2 separate regions of the Ovis canadensis genome follow, and region 2 is linked to region 1. Evidence: chromatin contacts called from public Hi-C data. All regions are on one chromosome and are shown on one strand. Each heading gives the region's core, a stretch centred on a gene start, on an enhancer-like site or on the middle of the called end of the contact. The rest is flanking DNA. Distances are from core to core; before and after follow the strand shown. Region 1 has its middle 32 kb from the start of TRNAC-ACA. Region 2 holds the start of STC2 (stanniocalcin 2).

Region 1 (5,570 bases), core at 2,456-4,955:
CTCCTTCACTCCAAGGTAGCTCTTGGCGTAAGTGTCGAAGCTAATTATCAGAATCTCTCTCTTAAGAGAGGTGGGACCCTATGTTCGCGACAGCCTTTGTGCTGTGTTATTGATGCAGGCATGTACTGGGGAAGTCTGCCATTTCTTTCTGTAGTAACTGTACCCAAAGTTTCCCTGGGTGAGCACATGGTTTGGGTGGGGCGCCGCTGACTGCCTTTCCAGGAGGAGTTCTTATGACTTCCCAGGCCTGACAGTCAGACTCTTGCCTTGGTGTTCGGATGGGGGCCGAGGAACTTCGGTCAGAAATCCCAGGGGATAGAAACACTCTCTCTGCTAAGGGCCCAAGGCCTGGGATGATGAGATGTGGGCTGAAGCCAGCTGAGGGCGTCTTGCCACTTCCAGGGAGAGCCTGTCTGAGATTTGAGCCAGTACAAGGGAAAGAATTGAGAGAGAGGGAGAAAGCAGCTCTCTAAAGACACTTGTTCAGCAACCAGATACAGCTGTGCCTGAAACCCTCTTCTTCTCAATTTTGTGACTTAACAGATTCTGTCTTCTTGCTTTTCTTAAACTGGATTGAGGTGGGTTTCTGTCACTTGCGCTGAACTGCTCGATACTAACTATATATAACACTATTCACTCAAAGAGCACTCATTAAGGCTCACTTCATGCCAGAATTTCCACATGCATGATCTCCTTCAGCCCTCAGACTAACACAGTAAGGTAGGTAGATAAATTATTTCTAGTTTATGGGGGAGACATGGGGGTTAAGGAGGTGGCTTGTCCAAGGACACCCAGCCTGTGAGTGGAGGACCTGGGCTTTGGGCTTCCAGTTCAAGGCACATTCCTATACCACAACTCCATAAATAAACATCTTCCATGTTGCCCTCTCCCCCTTCTATTCGTGATAAAGGTACTTCAGGATAATTGTGAAAATGTTGGAATATATAGAAAAGTATATTAAAAATCCCACCACTCACAGATAACCCCCATTAACATTTCACATACTTCCAGATTTTTGGTGCAATTTTGTAACATGTGACTGTTTAGGTAAAAAGAAGAAAGGTCATCCAGTCCGTCAATGTTATATTTGCATTTATCACTGAAAATGAGGTCATAAGAATGAGGACTGTTCTTCACACGTTTCTTCCTGAGTGAGCAGAAAGACATCCCTGGGGCTCTGGGGCAGACCTAGGCATAAGCTCTCCACTGGTCACTTTAGAGCTGCCTCCGGTGCCTCTGCTGGGGTGGCCCTTTCCCCGCCTGGGCCCTGACAGAGCACTGGACTCCACCGAAGGGCCAGGAGTCCTCTGGTTCGTACTTAAGTGTGCTCAGCGGCCGTCAAACTCTCAGGAAACCACCTGGTGAGGAGGGGAAGCCTGCCGGGTCTGTTTCCTGCGGGCAGGGTGGCTGTAATGGAGGCAGCGCAAGCGTGAGCTCCTCGGGAGGTGGATCAGGCTGTGCTGGAAACACTGTGTGCCAGATAGAATATCTCCCGACCAAGAGAAGCTGGGCGCCAAAGAACAGATGCTTTTGAACTGTGGTGTTGGAGAAGACTCTTGAGAGTCCCTTGGACTGCAAGGAGATCCAACCAGTCCATCCTGAAGGAAATCAGTCCTGAATATTCATTGGAAGGACTGATGCTGAAGCTGAAACTCCATTACTTTGGCCACCTGATGCGAAGAACTGGCTCCTTGGAAAAGACCCTGATGCTGGGAAAGATTGAAGGCAGGAAGAGAAGGGGATGACAGAGGATGAGATGGTTGGATGGCATCACCGACTCAGTGGACATGGGTTTGGGTGAACTCCGGGAGTTGGTGATGGGCAGGGAGGCCTAGCGTGCTGCCGTCCATGGGGTCGCAAAGAGTCGGACATGGCTGAGCCTGAGCGACTGAACTGAACTGAACTAAGGGCGGCGAGGCGTCCTCCCTTTGCCCACTTGATAAAAAACGCGCTGTTTTCTCCATGACCGCAAGGTGGCGCTATGGAATCGGAAACGAACTCGCCGCTTATGGAAGAAGAAAGACGTCATAGACGGCGATCTTTAGAGAGAAGGAAGCTAACTGAAAAGGTACAGCTACCAAAGGTGTGTGCAGCACGCAGGGCGAGGACTGAGGAGACCCCAGGAAAAAGTAGAAAAACACTGGGGAAGAAAGATGTAGCACCAGACTTCCCTGGGGGTCCAGGTGTTAAGATGGCTCCAGGCTGCTAGTGCGGGGGTTGTGGGTTCCATCCCTGGTCAGGAAGTTAAGATCCCACTTGCCATGTTGTAGTTCAGTCCCTAAGTTGTGTCCGACTCTTTGCGACCCCATGTTGCAGCACACCAGGCTTCCCTGTCCCTCTCCATCTCCTGGAGTTTGCTCAGGTTCGTGTCCATTGAGTTGGTGACTCTATCTAACCATCTCATCCTCTGCTGCCCTCTTCTCCTTTTGCCCTCGATTTTTCCCAGCATCAGGGTCTTTTCTAATGAGTCAGCTCTTTACAGCAGGTGGCCAAAGTATTGGAGCTTGCCATGCATGCCCTTCCCGCCACCCCCCCCCCCCAAAAAAAAAACCCCAGCATGAATGGGGCAATTAACATGTTGTTGTTGACACCTAATATAAGAGCTACTTGACGTAGAGGGAACTCCTGTGGGTTCTGGGGCCACACATACTGGCTGTAGATCCAGGGTCGGGCACTTACTAGTGGCGTGTTCATAGCTAGCTGCTTAGTTTCTGAGCCTCAGTTTCCCCATCTGTAGAATGGGTGGTCCTTGGGCTGCTGCCAGGGCTCTAAAAGGCCAGGCTGCAGGGTAGATGAGGAAAGGAGGATGGCTCTCACAGCTGCTGGGGAGGTGCCGTGAGCCAAAGTCCTAGGCAGTGTTCCATCCTCTCACTGGGGGTTAGGGGCCTGTCATCTTTCACTATATCTGTCTTGCTGCTTTGTACAGAGAAAGTGCCCAGTGAAAAGAAAGTGAAGTCCCTCAGTCATGTCCGACTCTTTGCGACCTCATGGACTGTAGCCCACCAGGCTCCTCTGTCCATGGAATTTTCCAGGCAAGAGTACTGGAGTGGGTTGCCATTTCCTTCTCCAGGGGATCACCCCAACCTAGGGATCGAACTTGGGTCTCCCAAATTGCAGACATTTTACCATCTGAGCCACCTGGGAAGCCCAAAAAAGTGCAAAGGGGAAGTCGCTCGGTCGTGTCTGACTCTTTGCGACCCCACGGACTATACAGTGCATGGAATTCTCCAGGCCAGAATACTGGAGTGGGTAGCCTTTCCCTTCTCCAGGGGATCATCCCAACCCAGGGATCGAACCCAGGTCTCCTGCACTGCAGGGGATTCTTTACCAGCTGAGCTACCAGGGAAGCCGTATAGAATCAGAGGCTTCCTAGGTGGTGTGGTGGTAAAGAATCTGCCTCCAGTGCAGGAGACTCAAGCTTGATCTCTGGTTCAGGAAGATATCTTGGAGGATGAAATGGCATCCGACTCCAGTCTTCTTGCCTGGAGAATGCCATGAACAGAGGAGCCCGGCGGGCTACACTTCATGAGGTCGCAGAGAGTTGGACGCAACTGAGCCCACACAACATATTGAACCAGTTGAGCAAATGTACACTCTAGAACATGCCACAGGTTTCAGCTTGTGGGAGGGATAGTCGGTACTACAGGCCATCAGATAGGGTGTCCAGGAATGCGCCTTGGAGCAGGGAAGGAATGAGTCAGGCCTTGAACACAGTTGGGGATTGGATAGGCAGATTGGAATCCCCGTCAGCTGGGCTCAGGGATTGCAAGAGCAAGGCCAGGAGGCAGGAAAGAGGACTGGTGTGGGGAGGAGGGGGAGGCTAGAGAGTGAGGAGGGAGGGGTGCCACTCAGGAAGCCCCAGGGGCCCAGCTGAAGCACTGGGACTCGTGGGGGCCACTGGGCATGCAGGCCCAAGATGCCCATCCCTGGGGCAGCCACGAAAGCAAGCCTGCCCAGGTTGCAGCCCTTCCTGCTGTGCCCAGCCGCGGAGGCTCGGGGCCTGGAGGAGCGGTGCCCTGTACAGGCTTCTGCCAGGTCCGAAGGATGCCAGCGTGGGCAGTGAGGGCTGGGTGCTCAGGGACTCTTGAGGTTCAAGGCCCCCTGCTCGCTGAAGTCTCATCTGCAAGGAGAGGGGAGGGGGAGTTTACCAGTTTGGAGGGACTGATCTAGGCCAACACACTCTGTCCACTCCTCCATCAGATGGCCTCGTGGAACGAGAGAGATCTTGACTGTCTCCCTCCTCTCGGGGTGTGTGGCGAGGATCCAGGAACCTGGGCCGGGCACCTGGCCCTCAGAGCACTAAGTTTGTCTAAACCGCAGAGCTTGGGGACGGGGCTGAGTCGGGGACAGGGCTACGCTTGTTAGCAGAAGGCTCCCCAGACCTTGGCTGTGTAGGTGCCAGTCCAGGGGCTTGTTGGAAGGACCGCAGTGCTTCTGACGGAAGTGGTCACTGACTAGACTTGGAACAAGAACCTGGACTCTCTGTGAATGGTGGAGGGAAGCCACTCCATGGCCAAACCGCAGGGGTCCCCTGAGAAGGGGAACTGACATTTATTGCACACCCATTTGGGGCCAGGAACACACACACTATCTTATTTAATCTTTTTCAAGCCCTGTGAGTTAGATATTATTCTCTTGGGTATGGACCTGGGTTCAGTCCCTGGGTTGGGAAGATCCCCCGGAGAAGGAAATGGCAATCCACTCCAGTATTCTTGCCTGGAGAATCCCATAGGCAGGACAGTCCATGGGGTTGCAAAGAGCTGGACATGACTGAGCAACTAACTCTCCATTTTCAAGCTGAAACAGGGCTCAGAGAGGGTAAGTGACTCACCTAAAGTCACACAGCTACTAAGTGGCAGAGGCAGAAGTCTGATCTAGACCTGCCTGTTCCAAAACCTTTTATCATCACAAGAATGATTTTGATAACAATGAATATATAGACGCATATATATGTATATACACTGCATACATATGTATTAAATGATTTTTATATCGTTTTTTGAATCATACCTATCAAACAATTCATTCTGTTGAAGTATACAGACCCACAACAATTTATATATTTTTTCTACGTGCCCCCCATCCAGAGATGATTTTAGTAATAATGAGCACTTTAAAATACACAAAATGTCTTTGCTTGTCCTCTCTCATCTAGTTTCCATTCTGATATGCTATGAGCAAATAAGGCAATTTAAAAAATCACCCTTATTTTACAGACAAGGAAACAGAGGCCCGGAGAGGTTGTGGCTTGCGAAGAGACAGCTGACATGAACAGAGGGGACAGAATGAGTTGGAGTTCATGGACCCTAGGTTGGTTAGTGGTTATCCCACCCTCTACAGGCAAAGCAGGCTGGAGTTTCTTTTCCAGGTGGGGATGGGCAGGTGCCTGGGATACTCAAGAAAGGTATGTGTGTGAGGTCTGGCTGCTGGGTAAGGGCACCTCAAGCCTGGCCAGGGTGACTGGAGAGGGACTTGCTGACTGTTGTACCATCTAGGCTGCTTTCGGCTGCAAGTGCAGGAAACCTTACTCACAATGGCTTAAGTCATAGAAACGTTTAATTATTTCACCA
Region 2 (4,940 bases), core at 2,033-4,532, 37 kb after region 1:
ATGCTCTGCTGACCCAAAACATTCTTGGTGCTCAATATGGTTTTTACCTGGGCATCAAATTTTCCAGCGTTGTGCAGAAAAGTCATGCAAATTCCATGTAAGCCCCGAATCTCACAAGAGTTGTTCTCGAAACATTCAAACACGCCACACCCCACATCGCCAGCGTTGACCAAACAGTGCTGGATTTCCGCTAAAATGAGAATTACATGCAATCATATACAAAATTCTCTGCCATGCTGGGGAATGGAAAGAGAGGCTGGTTGAAATAAAAGTAATGACTAAAAGGAAAATTAAGAAAAAGTGTTAGAAATGACTGTTTCGGGATCCAAAAACCAAGGAAATAAAATTTCATTACTTAATCTACTTATGAAGATAACCAGTATATGTAAATATTTGTAAAAATTAGCCAGACCTACATCACAAAAGTCACAAGAGAAGTTAGGTCAGAACACTCCATTTTTTCATCCTTTTCACCTTATTAAAGTATTTGTGGGAATACTTAGTTTGACAGCTGAAGATATTTCAGCTTTCTAAACCCACTGGCAAAAATAAAATTTCAACCCATTAGCTTGGTCTTTCCCTTCTGTCCTTCATCAATGAAATACTCTTCTGTACTTGGATGAAGCTGCTGCTATTAAATCACGGCCATTTCCTTCCTGACCCCCAAATGAGAGAGTCCAGAAAGCAGTTTCAATTTAGCTTTATGATTCAACACCTAAAAATCAAAACAAAATTCCTATTAAGGCAGCGCCTCCAAACCATTCGCATTAAAAATACCAGGCTAGGGAAACTGCGGTTTGCTTGCAAGCAGGCTCAGGAGTCGAGTCAGATAGGGGTTAGTCTGCAGAAACGCAACCTTGGCAGGTCGAGGTTCCTTTTTAATAGAGATCTGGGGTGAGATGTCGCTTAATACCCTAGACTTCTCGCGACCCGGGTGTCCGCTGCCCTCCTTCGCAGAATGTGGCCCCAATTCGCGTCTCTGAAAGGACAGGCTGAGAGGGAGTTAACTGTCAGGCTGCACAGCCTCTCTCCCTTCCCTCCCCCTACCCAATTCCCTGACTTAAACCAACCACAAAATTACACCAGAAGAGTATATTTTGGAAGAAGGGCGGGTCGGAGGAGATAATCCGCATTCAGATTAAATTTGCCGAGAGAATGAGGGGCGTGTATTTGCTGAGAGTCACCAACTAGCGAAAATCACGTTTGATTCTCAGGGAAATCTCTGGGAGGGGAAAGGTGGGTGAGATTCCTAGGACGAGCGGGGAGCGAGCTGGGGGTGCTGGCATCCGCCTGTGGAGGTGGGAGACTCCCGGACGGTCCCATGCGCGGCCCCGGCGCGCCGGCCCGGAGCGCGCAGGGCCGCGGTTCACTCGCTCCCGGCGCCCCTAATGGGCACTCGTGCATTCCTGCTCGTGCGGTGAACGCACGCACGGCACTGCCGGGTTCGCAGGCCCCCTTAATAAAGGGAGGGCCGTGAAGAGCGCAGAAGCGCTAGGCAGATTTTCTTCCTCTCCCGGGGGCTGGGAAAAGGGCCAGCCCCGTGCCCTGCACGCCTGGTTGTGCTTGGCAGCTCGCGGGTAAACGGAGAGCAGGTCGAGCAGCTGCGGCGCACGGTTCGGGCCGTGTCACCATTTCTTCTTGCTGACCTGCTCTGGAGCCGGGGACGGAGGCGGCACCGCAGAGGTACGCTTTACTCCACCCGCCCCTGCCCGTTCCGAAAGGAATGCCCCACAAGGGGGAAAGTTCGCCATGCAATTTGTCTCGCCTACAAAGTTCTTGGATGTCGGGCATCTTTTGAGGAGGGGGAGAAGTAGTCCCGCCGGCTGGGTAGAGAAGTTCTTCGGTTCAGGGCGCAGCCCGGTAGCGGGGACGCTCCGTGCCTCCTGCAAGCCGGTTAGGATGGAGCAGGGAGGTTTGAACCCGTCCGGGGACGCTGGAGCCGACCCTGGCCGCGTCATGCGGTGCTTCCTTTACCCTCGACCCCCGGAGGACAGCAACAAGTCCTGCCCCAGCCATCTCATCACCCGGCCAGCACGTGCGGATTCCGGGCTCGCGGAGCCCGGTGTGGACCTTGCTCTGCCGCGCGCTTTCCTCTTCACGCCCCGCTCCACCCCAAGAGTTTGCACAGCCCAGGGTGGGCGCCCAGTTCTGGGCGAAGCGCCCGGGGCGCGCTGCGTGGGTGCGGTATGTCTTCTCCCCGCAGCTCCCCGCCGCGGGGGCGCACGCACTTACCTGTGTTCTGCAAGGACAGACGGCCTTTCTGCTGGGAGCCCCTGTCTTGGGGACCTTCGGGGGTGTTGGTGGCGTCGGTCCCTCGAGCTGGATCGAAGGTAACCAGCACCAAAGCCAGGGTCACGAACTGGCCCAGCCGCTCGGCACACATGGTTCTTGGTGTAAACCTCCAGCCCGGAGACCTGGATTCTTTGTGCTCCCCTCCGCCTCTTCCTCCTCCTCCGCCCCTTCCCCTCCTCCTCCCACTCTTCCTCCCGGCTCGCCTTTTCCCTCCTCGCGGCCGCGGCTCTGATAGAGGTTACCCAGCGCCCTCCCGTAGCTCTCCGGAGAGCATGTGACCAGGCCTTTAGCAGCGCCGCGAGTGCCGGGCAATGGCAGGGACGGTGCCTCAAATATCCCTGGAAGCTCTGGTGTCACTTGAATGAAGGAGTCGAGCAGGTGTTGTCCCGGCGGCTGGACCAATCCGAGACCCCCGCCCGTTTGACAACACGGCCGGGAGGCGGGGCCTGCGCCCAACTACTACAGGAGGAAGCCGAGCGCCGCTGGGAGCGCCCGACAAAGTTGCCGACCTGGCGACGGCCACGCGTTTGCGTGCATGTGTGAGTGTGTGAGAGCGCGGCCGGAGATACATGCGCGTGTGCGGGTGCTCCAAGGCAATGGCCGAACGGACTTAACTAAAAGCGAATCCCAGCTCCGGTTGCAGCTAAAGAAAGGCGAGAGGGGATGGTCTGCGCTGGGACAGCGTTCCCCGCCCCCCCCCCCCTCCAACCCCCTCGGGCTCCTGGCTCGCATCACACCCGCAACGGGCTGGGAAAGTTTCCTCTTTCTGCCTTTTGTAATTTAGTTGAGATTCCTAGCCCCGAGGCCTTGACAGATTGGAGAAGTTTTCTGGACACAGTGGTGCTGGGGGCAAGCTGGGCACAGATGGGAATTCCTGGCGGTGTGATGTTTTGCATTAAAAACAAAAAATCCTCCAAACTATTTTAGGATAGGAGCAGAAGCGCTATACAGGACTCTGCCTGAGCGGCTGCCCTATCTTCCTCTTTTCGCCCCGCTGTGGTGGGCCTTGCCACACCTTAAGTGTCAGATTCTTGCCCCTCCCTCAGTCCAGACGGATTCTGGGCTGGGCTGCAGGGATCCAGGTGAGAGACTGGACTTGCATCATTTACAGGCGGGTGGCAGGGAGGCCCGGGCAGCCCTGAGTCAGCCCGCGGCGGAGCATCGCGTGCCCCAGAGGCTGGAGCTTGAAAGGCAACTTTACGCGTCTCCAAACACACTCTTCCATTTTCCCAAAGCGCTACTCGCCGCCGCGTTCTGTGTTCCTTTTACTCTTCATTCATCGGATGGAAAAGGTCAAAAAAAAAAAAAAAATCCCCAAAGCCTGAAAGCAGAACCCGAGGAAATTCTCTCCATCTCTTCTGCTTTCTTGTTCAAGCTCCCTCCCCAAGCACAGCCGGGGCTGGGTTGCCCTCGACTGCTTTCTCCCCCACGGCTTGCGGAAGCAGGGAGAAAGTTGGGCGCCGCTGGGAGCGCCTCTTCCCCCGCTGTGTGTGTACGTGTGCACGCTCACGTCTCCCCCGCGCCGAGGCCGGGGACAGGAACTGCTCCGGGCACCGTCAGTCCGACGGCGCAGCGCCGGGGGCTCGTAGGGCAGGGGGAGGGCGGGGACGCGAGCGCTGCGCCGCTCACCCCGGGTGACGCGCTTTCGCCCCTCCCCCGCCGTCTCCACCCTCCTGCAGGAGAACAGGTGAGCTTGGGTACCAGCTCCAACCCCCGCCCCCGCCCCGCTCCCAGCCCGAGCCCTCTGCGGTAATGCGCCCCGGAGGTTTCATCACCCGCTGCCCGCGGCGACGCGGCTCTGGGTCTCCGCGGCGGGGCGCACCGAGCGCCTCGTTGGGGCAGCCTTTTGACACGGTTGGGGGAAGGGGTGCGGAGACGCCGGGGCCAGGTCGTCCTCTTCAGCCGTTCGACTTCCCAAGCTCCCCTCCCAAGGTCCCAGATGCCGGATGCAGGAGGGCGTTAGGAACGGGGATGCGGGCAGGGTGGGACCAGTGGCTGCGGCTGTCCAGCGTCCAGCGGCCCAGAGGTGGGAGGAATGATAGGACCGGTGGGAAAGGCACCTTCGAGTAGGCCCTTCAAGGGGTTGCAGCGCCTGGGGGCTAGCTGCTGTCCACCGTCCCCACCCGATTTCAGAACCCCAAGAAAGGGTCACTTTGAAGGTCTGAGTCTGCATCGTGACAAAAAACTGACCACTCATGCCCATGATTCCCATAACAATTACATCTTCCCTCAAGAGTTTTTGGGGGAAGGAGGTGGGGTACAAGTCCATTATATTAATAATAGATGGTGCGCACTCCCCACTCTGTTTTTGTTTGGGTATTTATTTCCTTTATTAGTTTATGAAACACTATCTCCTGTAGATTCTTAAGAGACAAAACATAACAAAAAAACAACCGCAGTCTGGCCTCCCACGAAGTCCATAAGCCTCTGAATTTCCTGGGTAGGCTTTCTTTCCTCGGAGAGCCTCTTTTGTAGGTGAGAACATGAGTAATACTGGCATTAAAAAGGGCATCTGGTCTCTTGGCTCTTTGAGCAACACAAACAGGAGAGGTCTAGTGGGTGGGAGCAAGCCCACCTTTGTGGGATGTAGACAGTCTGAGTCTTCTTGTTAGAAGGCTGGGCCACCACCTGGAGCAGGGGTCAGGCAG

What was found. Hi-C and Micro-C count contacts between places; a contact is called where the count stands out from the background.
Region 2: a contact with region 1 is called in a Hi-C map of fibroblasts, with 8 times the contacts expected there. The contact joins the promoter of STC2 here to the enhancer-like site in region 1. A contact is called at or near these places in 2 of 2 Hi-C or Micro-C datasets (fibroblasts and lung).

The regions. Positions count from the first base shown.
Region 1 is chr16:17,988,831-17,994,400 of ARS-UI_OviCan_v2, forward strand. No RefSeq gene overlaps it. Among named protein-coding and RNA genes, the nearest start is that of TRNAC-ACA, 32 kb to the left of the region's middle. Within about 2 kb of position 3,706, the one cell type or tissue checked has open chromatin away from gene starts, as enhancers often do. A contact at or near this core is called in fibroblasts, where this site is marked.
Region 2 is chr16:18,026,607-18,031,546 of ARS-UI_OviCan_v2, forward strand. STC2 (stanniocalcin 2) reads right to left here and starts at 3,283. Exons shown (of 4, transcript XM_069556171.1): 1 at 2,233-3,283; 2 at 48-190. The coding sequence starts at 2,383.